3 separate regions of the Hordeum vulgare genome follow, and all the other regions are linked to region 1. Evidence: chromatin contacts called from public Hi-C data. All regions are on one chromosome and are shown on one strand. Each heading gives the region's core, a stretch centred on a gene start, on an enhancer-like site or on the middle of the called end of the contact. The rest is flanking DNA. Distances are from core to core; before and after follow the strand shown.

Region 1 (2,942 bases), core at 75-2,574:
ATGCAAGTCCAAAATCTCAGAAGAACAAATTTACTGTACACTACAAAAGAGAAGAAAGCCTATGAGAAACTAGCTGAACATTCTATCATAATGGTGCAAGGGGAAAGGGTGTAAACTGTCCAATAAGGGCTTCTAAAATAATTTAAAAAAAAACAGTGGCAACACAATTTCACTGTGTTCCTTTACATGAACACATTATGAGCAGACGAGACCTATTGAGCATGAAGAAATTTATGTTGCCTGACATATGGATTCCTCGACATTGTCACGGCAGAAGCAACAAGAGCATGACATACATATAGTAGTAGGGCAGATCGCACGATAATTACACCATTTAAACTTGCTTCTAAATCACCAGGTCGAGCACGCACGCTATTAAATCCTTGAAATGGGGATTGCCTACCAACGCGACTGGACGTCAAGGCCGCGTCTCTCACAAGACAAGCAACCCCTGTAACGTCCAAAGTAAGCCAAATTCCACAAGCAAGGCCACGCGGGTTGCGGCCACTCTCTCACCAAACAAGCAGCACTTTCAGTGTGACAGTCTGGGGGCACTGCCACTGGCAGGATACAAAGCCAAGACAACCCAACCGGAGCACAAAACCAACCCCAAATCCACACCGACTACAATCAAAACCTAGTACAATCACGCAATTTAATGGCCTGATCCAGCGAAACGCGTCCAATTTGTCACACGTCGGGAGACAAACAAAAGAAACGAACAACCAACGCGACCTGGCTGGAAGGAAGGGGTAGGAGGCCCGAGCAGGCGAACTCACCATGCGAATGGCGAATCTCAACTGGAAACCCCGGCGGCTTCAGCTGCTGCTGCTGAACTGGCTGGTCACCTCCGTCGCCGTTTATTAAACAAACCCACGCCAAGCGCAGACGAGACGCGACGCGATCGATTGGGAACTCCAAGAAGCAGGGCACCTTGCAGTCGTTGCTCACTGGATAAGAGCAGTTTATTAATACTAGTAGTAGCACCAAGGCGCTGTCGATCAAATCTGACGAGCGGTGAGGGAGACGGGCGGGAATGAGTAGGAGGTGGCAGTGGAGACAGGGGCGGAGTGGCGAAGACGGCGACGGACAGGGTGTGGCGTCCAAGCCACGGCTCGGAAAGGGCGGGCCGGTAGATGCGTGGTGGGGTACCACTGGTGGGATAGGACTGAAGGAAAGTGCGGCTCCGGCCACCGGCTTTGCGCTTTTCCGCGTGACTGGGTTTTACCGGCGGGGTGGCCGGTTGTTCACACCTGAATTTATTGTTGAAGAAATTTGCATAGAAGCTGGTAGATCTGGTACCCTGGAGCTCTTGCAACATGCCGTATCCGTCGATCTGTGGTTGTCATCGTCTGGCTGATCTGGTACTCTGGTACGTACTGGTAGATCTGACTGATTTGGTCCATCTCATCATCTGGCAGACGATAGAGTTGCTCTACTAAATGAAGCATGAGTTCGGGACTAGGAGGCATTAATGGGTGGGTATCCCTGTACGGGTTTATGGTTCCATGAATTGGGTCTGTTTGCTTGGCAAATCTGGTCTGAACAAGACAAAGACGCCTGGGTTCGGCTACGTGTGCGGCTGCGCCTGCGGACGGCCAACCCCAATTGCGATGTTTATTGTAAATAAAATAATTCAAATACTTAAAAATACAGCTGTATTATTACGTCGCGTCGAACGCACGTCTACGAGTATCCGATACTTGCGCGCATGACTCCTTCCTTGTCGAGATGTACCTGACGTCCTTAGGTGGTGGATGATTAGAATTCCATATGCATGTGATGATGTCATCTCACTTTATTTTATAGTATTTTTAAAAAAAAGATATAACTCTTAAACTAAGCGTCAGAACGAAAATCTGTATTTATCATTAGGTTTCTCGCGACGAGATCTTTAAAACTAGATTTCATAACGAGATATTTCAATGATTTCTTTTAAAAAATAACTTTGGTTCTAGTCGAGGCGATTTTAGTGCTAAACATAAGCAACTTTATTGCACCATGTGTACTAGTGAATTTACCTAAAAAGTATATCATAGACAACATAAAAAACTATGTGGGACAAATTTATTGTATTTAGGCAACTCAACATCATTTGTAAGTAATCATGTGAACCTCAATGATGACGTAACATGCATTAACTTCGGTATGAAAGAAATTAAAAATATATATTTTTCAAACCACGTGTCGGAACTATGATCCGTTTTCATCGTTGGGTTTCTGATGACGAACTCTTCAAAACTAGATCTCATATAAGTATGTTTTAAAGAAAAAAATCAAAAGCAACTTCGATGCTAGATGAGGCAACTTTAATACTAAATAGGGGCAATTTTGATGCTAGATGGATTTATTAGTGAATTCACCTACTAGGCTACTAATAGTTGTGTGCAGTAGTCTAATAGATGGTTACCATGGTTGCTAAATTGCATACATCAAAAAAATTCTAGATACTTTAGTTGTCTATGATAATGTGAAAGTTGTTTACGATAGGGTGGAAGGTTGCCTAACATGAGTTGTAAGTTGTCTACGATACTATGAAAGTTATCCATTAAGGGGCCTAAGATGCCTACGATGTTAACAAGTTTTCGTGGGATCTAAGTTGTCTATCATGATTTCAAATTTTGAAACTACATAAGGATGGATGGTATGAGAGCCTTGTTCTTTTCTTTCTGGGGAAGTCCACCCGCCTACCCTACTGAGCGTGCGGGTGTTGCTAGCCAAGTCACGGTGTTGATTAGTTGCATAAGTGGGGACAGATGAGAAGTTGTCTATGGGGTGATGAGAAGTTTCGTAGGGGGTGGATCAGATAGTTGCTCGCAAACCTACACAAGTTGTTCATAATTTTGGCACGAGTTACGCGCAAAAATAATTGAAATATTCAGATATAATGATGGAAAACACCACATGGGTTGCTTGCTCAATGCATTAGAGTTGCACAAAGT
Region 2 (3,205 bases), core at 185-2,684, 540 kb after region 1:
AAGTTTTATGGTGGTGTTGGTAGCCTCTAATTAAGTTGTGGAGAGAATTCCAACCTTGTTTTAAAAGGTTCCAATTGCCACCTTTAAGGGCACCGTTAGTGAAAATCACATCATCTTGCATCGTGCGAGGCATGGGGAGAATAGGGCGAGTCCTTGGGATGCTTGAGGGGCATTGTGCCTCCACACCCCTCCAATATAGACGTACCTCCCTCAAAAGAAGAAACTTGAGAAACACATCCTCGTCTGCATCGACTCCACTTGCGGTTATTTTGGTCCTTTACTTTGTGCAAGTTTATTTCTCTTGTTTACTCTTGCTTGCACTTGTTACTTATGTTACTCGCCATATATATTGTCCACCTAGTTGCATATCTAGAGGATAAATTTCTCTTAGTCGCTTAATCACCCCTCTAGTCGACTATACCGATCCTCTCACAAGTGATTATCGACACAACAACTGAGCGGCCACACATGCCATACCGGATGGAGCTCGAAGAAGACATGGAGGAGGACGCGTCCTGCGATGGCGACACTGTTACATGTGTATTTAGAGCCACAAACATATTGAACGGTCAAAGCCACGATGTCCGAGTGAAGCAAGCCCGCGTGTCTACAGTTGTATGCCAACTCAACTCTATACGTAAACTATAACGGGGTCCGTATATGAACCACTTAGGCAATTTCAGTGACCGTCTTTGAGGTATTTTATATTACAATTGAAGTATGGTGATCAAAGTAAGTTCTGTGATGAGATTAGTGAAGTGATTTTTTCTATATTCTAATCTTCATCGAGGACGCACGAGTGCACATGGCGCCTTTCTTTTTTGCTCCCTACTACTATAATCACGATCTCAGACACCAAGACAAAAAAAAGTCACCCCTTAGGCTGGTTGTAATGGGTAGTATCATATACTAGTATCATGCATATGATACTAGTGTATGATACCACATCCGTAATGCATAGTATCATATGTTAGTATCATAGTGTAGTTCATTTATTGCCATGCAAGACACATAGTAGCACATCATTTAATATGATACGATATCATGATATGATACTCAACCCTCTCTTTCTTCATTTAATTCCATGCCACCTCATCGAAAGTGTCTGTTGGCATGTATGATACTATCTATGATACTACCATTACGGACAACTTTAATCCCATTGCAAGAACACAGCTTGCAAGAGGCTAATCAACCAATGATGATTCGTGAAACGTGGTGGGTCCCAAAAGCAAAACAATAAGGCTTGATCCGCACAAAAGACAGAAGGGAAAGCAAAAGCAAAAAAAAAGAAAAAAAGATGGAGAACTTGATATGCACTGCAACTGCAAGCCCCCATCGGCCTGGCTGGCCGGCCCTGCCCCCGGAACACTCTAGAAACAGCCCCACGGGCCCTTAAGAGGCCGTTTAACCGCACGCAGCTCAATCCAATTCCAATTCCAATCCAATCCAATCAATCCCTTGCTTGGATCCATCCCCACCAAATACCGTCGATCTCTATTCATCACCTCTCCTATTCTATTCGCTCCCCAAAGTCTTCGTCTGGTCTTCCTCCACCTCGACGCAGACATGGCCGCCGCCGCCGCGTCGGATCTGGAGAGCAAGGCCAAGGAGGCCTTCGTCGACGACGACTTCGAGCTAGCCGCCGAGCTCTACACCCAGGCCATCGAGGCTGGCCCAGCCACCGCGGAGCTCTACGCCGACCGAGCCCAGGCTCACATCAAGCTGGGCAGTTACACTGGTGCGTGTTTCCCGCCTTTCCCTCCTCAACCCCCCCCCCCCCCCCCCCCCCCCCTGCGGCTCGATTCGTTTGCTTATGCCGAACCCTGTGACGATTTGCCGCGTGGACGTGGATGTGGATGGAATCGCAAGGCTTTCCCCCTATGAGATGTTTGCGTGTGGCTCTGGGAGCAGATGTTCGATTCGCTGTCGCTTGTTGCGTTGTCGGTGCGGTTCTAGGTTTGGTTATAGAGTTCAGACAGCGAGTTAGGCCCTAATAAGCTCGGTTTGTTTTCGTTCCGAATCTTTACGTTACTTGTGTTGTGAGCCCAAGTGTCGGTGGGTCAAAAAGATGGGCTCCGATGTGGGTTGCTCTGATTTGTGTGAAATAAGCCTGATTTGTTAGGGTTGACTTGCCCAGTTTGCACAGGCTAGGGAAGACAAGGGGGTAGAATAGCATTGCAGCGTGTTTAGTTTTAGCCATTACACGACTTGCGCCCAAAAAAAGATACTCACTTGTTGAGTTGCTAAGATTATTGCTTGCTTTTTGCTCATATATGCTTTTGAAATTAGTCAAAACGGGTGGTAACGCTGAGATTCTATCAGTGGGTTATTTGATCTCTGGCTGTTAAAATGCCTTGTTGATTTCTGTTCCTACATCACGGCCTTCAGTTTAACTTTGAAAAGGAATGGGATCTTAATGTGGTGGCATTTAAAGTGTTATATTTATATAAACTATGAGGCGCTTAACCACCATAAAGGATATGGGTAGTATCATCATTGCAGTATTGTTATTTTGCTATCTTGCAGTTCAGTATTCTGAATAAGTATTTGGTTGTTTGTGCACTTTGTTTTATTATTACTTGTTCATGTATCATTGAAGTGTTGCATAGAACTCCATTTCCATCCTCATGCTGTAAAGTAAAATGTCATCCAAATGTAGAGCTGTCGTATGATAATATGGGTGTTTTCTGAAGGCGCGTCCCAGTTGCAAATTATTAACCCTTTTGCCCTTCCATCTAGATATTTGTCCTGTACGTGCTTTTGTTTTTGTTTTTCTCATAGAAGTGCCCTTGGAAAAAGTTCTTGCTAAGCAGAGGCAAAATATTTGCCTATTTGTCAATTTATGAGGAATAAAATGACTATGGAATACATGCTTATCATCCCGAAGTTAGATACGGTGTCCTAGCATGGCCAAGGAGGTGAGGGCCTTCCTCTCCAGCCTTATGCCATGAATGACGGTTGCCTTTGTGAAAAAACTGTAGTTATGTGGTTTGTAACCAATTGTCCGTTTCTTTGTGATAACCAAAGTATCCCTATGTTGCCTGTGTAAAAATGCTATTCAGGCAACTGCAAGCCACTGCTTGGTATACCAGCAATTACATCACATTAACCAACTACTGTAAAATTGTATGTAAATATGAGGTTATTTGTTTGAATGCTTCATAAATTGAGAACAAAAAACTAATTTGATTCCCGTCGTGAG
Region 3 (3,013 bases), core at 402-2,901, 930 kb before region 1:
CACATTTTTGTAGAAATATATCAATATCCATAATATCAAATCAGATTCTTTTGTAATGAAATAATTGTTCATATTTTATTATTTAATATTGTGGATATCAATATTTTTGCCTTTGAACTTGGTCAAAGTTAAAAAAATGGCTTTTCAATAAACGTATACACTTTATATTTTAGAACAGAGTGAGTATTAGGTTTGGTTAATGGGGAAGATGATGGAGTGTCTTTTTCTATTCATATAATGCGATGTTGTGGTGCGCTTTCGCAATGGGAAAAATTTCTGCGTGAGTGCCTGCATGTACTATATTGGTGTTAGAGTATCACATATTAACGCTATTTTTTCTAGATGATGAGACGGTGCCTAGTATTGATAAGTTTTTATAAGTCGGTTGCTTCTAATTGATTTGAAGAATTGTTGACCTAGTTAAGATCATGAACTAAATCTAATACTTGATTTGAGACATTGTTGACCCAGTCAAAACCGGTGACCCAATTCCAAATTAGTGACCTTAATTGAATTAGAGGCATCTAATATTTAATTTCTCAATGAAATAAGAGAGCATAGTAAATTAAAATAGTTAAGTGAGACATTGTTAACTCAGTCAAAATCGGTGATCCAATTCTAAATTGATGACCTTAATTGAATGAGAGGCCTTCAATTCTAGGGAGCTTAGCGTTTTGTCTTCATCAATTTTGCTCATACAACATAGTAAGGGGATGCATCAAAAGCAACATGAGCCAGGGTGTAAAGATGGAAAAATACACATATTAGTGTTTTCCGTTTCAGTATCTTTTTGCGAAAAAGTGTTACACTAATAAGAAAGAACAACAATTGAAAGATAGTGGTCTCTTGCTATGTAGTTTGTTCCGCGTGCACTTATCCTCGTCCATCGGCTCCCATTCCACGTGTATGTACTCGCGTGGATGCACCAGTCAAGTATAATTGCTCTTGTTAATTGCACACATCGAACCTACCTATTATTGTTTTTGACAAATATGGCATGACCTATTGTTAACACCTTGTTGGCATTTCATTTTTATTTTAAGATGAACTCTTAAAAGAAATTAGATCAACAGGGAGAAGCCATGAAGCATTATTTAAAAGCAAATCACCGAAACTCTAAATAGTGGCCTACGATTCGTGCTAATCTCTTTTGAAAAACTATTGCACTTAGAAAGAACGCTAATATTTTTTAAATCATTTGAATTGCTTACCACATATACTAAAAAAATCAAAAAGTAAGAACGCTAATACTAAGATTGTGGTCCTTGTGCAATCACCCACGTATATCCGCGCCTGCTACGTGTGTGTGAAGTATGAGGTGTTCTTTTAATAATGAAGAAACGAGGCGAAAAAAATAGAGTAACGTATTTATCCAGCTGTTAACGCTCTGTTAACCTATTTCGCCAAAAAAAAAAGGCTCTGTTAACCTTTCCGTCAGTAGATGAACGTGCAATTTTCCTCTGCATAAACGGGATTGGCGACCAGGAACGAAATCCGGCCCTCCATCGGCGATCCAGCCGAGTCGGCACCTCTGGCAATTCCGAATCCCCGGTGACGGTGACACGCCGTGGACTTGTTGACCCGTCGGGACCCAGACGAACACGTCCCCGTCTCTATATAAGCAGCAGCCCCCGCCACCCACCCCTCCGGATCGATCCGCCCCTTGGCCCAACCCAAAAACATTGCATGCCTTGTGCATCATAAGTCGAGCGCACGCGCGTGAGGCGGCGGCGTGTACTCTCGGTGCCGCGGCGGCTGTGGCCACATGGAGCACGGGAGCCTCCTTGCGTCCGCCGTCACCGTCGGCGTCGGCGTCGGCATCGGCCTCGTGTCGGCGCGCCTGACGGCCGCGTCCACCCCACACGACGGCGGCGTCGCCGGCGCGGAGGTGGAGGCGGAGCTGCGCCGGCTGGTGGTCGACGGGGTCGACATCGGGGTCACCTTCGACGACTTCCCCTACTACCTCAGGTCCGTGGGCTCTCTCCGCGCGTTTTCAGGATTAAAAGTCAATTAAAGTAAATGTGCGATCTTTCCCCTCGGTTTCATTGGAAAAAGTTCCAAAGCGAGGAGTGATTACCGATTAGTATACGACTTGGCGGTATTTGGTGGGTAGACCCATGTGTTCTACTAACTTGTAGGCCGTCAACGGGAATTCGAATGTGTTTGGGGAAAAGCAGCTAATCATCAAGCAGGCGTTACATTGTTTATTTATCTTCTGATTGCAGCGAGGAGACGAAGCTGGCACTCACCAGCGCCGGGTACGCCTACCTGAGCAAGACGACGTTGCCCAGCCACATCCGGGTCCTCTCTGCCGCCAGCCGCACCATACTGCTCTGTGGCCCCTCAGGTTCGCCTCCTCGTAATTAATGTGGGTTCGCTTGATCGCAAAGATCGTCTCTTTTGACGTGGGCAGCTTGTTCTTGCAGAACCATACCTCCAGTCGCTCGCCAAGGCTCTGGCACACCACTTTGACGCTCGCCTGATGCTGCTCGACATCGCCGAGTTCTCGCGCCAGGTTAGTGAGGAACTATTGGGGCACTTAGGTTTGCGGATGCCATTTTGTAGTCTAGTTGATTCTGAACTGTTTCTCGCTGTATATGCCAAATGCAGATCCAACACAAATACGGGAGCGCAAGCAGTGCCCTGGTTAGTTTGTTAATCCCGTCCTGTGATTGATAGGTTTCATGTTTCTGTGCTACAATTGATTGGTATTTTGAGGGACACGGAGAATTCAGAATTTTCGGTGCGGTTCATCAGTTTTTCCGAAAAAACAGGGAATGATCCCTGGTGCGGTTCATCAGTTGGTTGTGTGGACCTACTGTTTTTACGTTTAGTTATACTGAGGCCCCTGCCCCACTACCTTTCTGTTGTCAGGGTTTGTCCATTTTATTACCTCAGGAAACAAAACGTTCAGGTTAAAAGGATCGACCATGGGTTCCTTGATAAGGACACCATTAGTTTGTCCGCATTGATGAACAATTACGAAAAGTAGAGATGCTGAATATGCATTTTC

What was found. Hi-C and Micro-C count contacts between places; a contact is called where the count stands out from the background.
Region 2: a Hi-C map of seedling shows a contact between it and region 1, with 8 times the contacts expected there. The contact joins the promoter of LOC123443917 here to the promoter of LOC123443916 in region 1. A contact is called at or near these places in 4 of 6 Hi-C or Micro-C datasets (leaf and seedling) and 1 of 1 datasets of contacts at active chromatin or transcription factors (embryo).
Region 3: a Hi-C map of leaf shows a contact between it and region 1, with 2.6 times the contacts expected there. The contact joins the promoter of LOC123443915 here to the promoter of LOC123443916 in region 1. A contact is called at or near these places in 2 of 6 Hi-C or Micro-C datasets (leaf and seedling).

The regions. Positions count from the first base shown.
Region 1 is chr3H:380,313,329-380,316,270 of MorexV3_pseudomolecules_assembly, forward strand. LOC123443916 (neutral ceramidase) reads right to left here and starts at 1,325. Exons shown (of 10, transcript XM_045120479.1): 1 at 780-1,325; 2 at 1-40.
Region 2 is chr3H:380,854,481-380,857,685 of MorexV3_pseudomolecules_assembly, forward strand. It overlaps LOC123443917 (protein SGT1 homolog), which reads left to right and starts at 1,435. Exons shown (of 10, transcript XM_045120480.1): 1 at 1,435-1,741. The coding sequence starts at 1,570.
Region 3 is chr3H:379,385,262-379,388,274 of MorexV3_pseudomolecules_assembly, forward strand. It overlaps LOC123443915 (peroxisomal biogenesis factor 6-like), which reads left to right and starts at 1,652. Exons shown (of 16, transcript XM_045120477.1): 1 at 1,652-1,968; 2 at 2,226-2,347; 3 at 2,427-2,515; 4 at 2,611-2,646. The coding sequence starts at 1,766.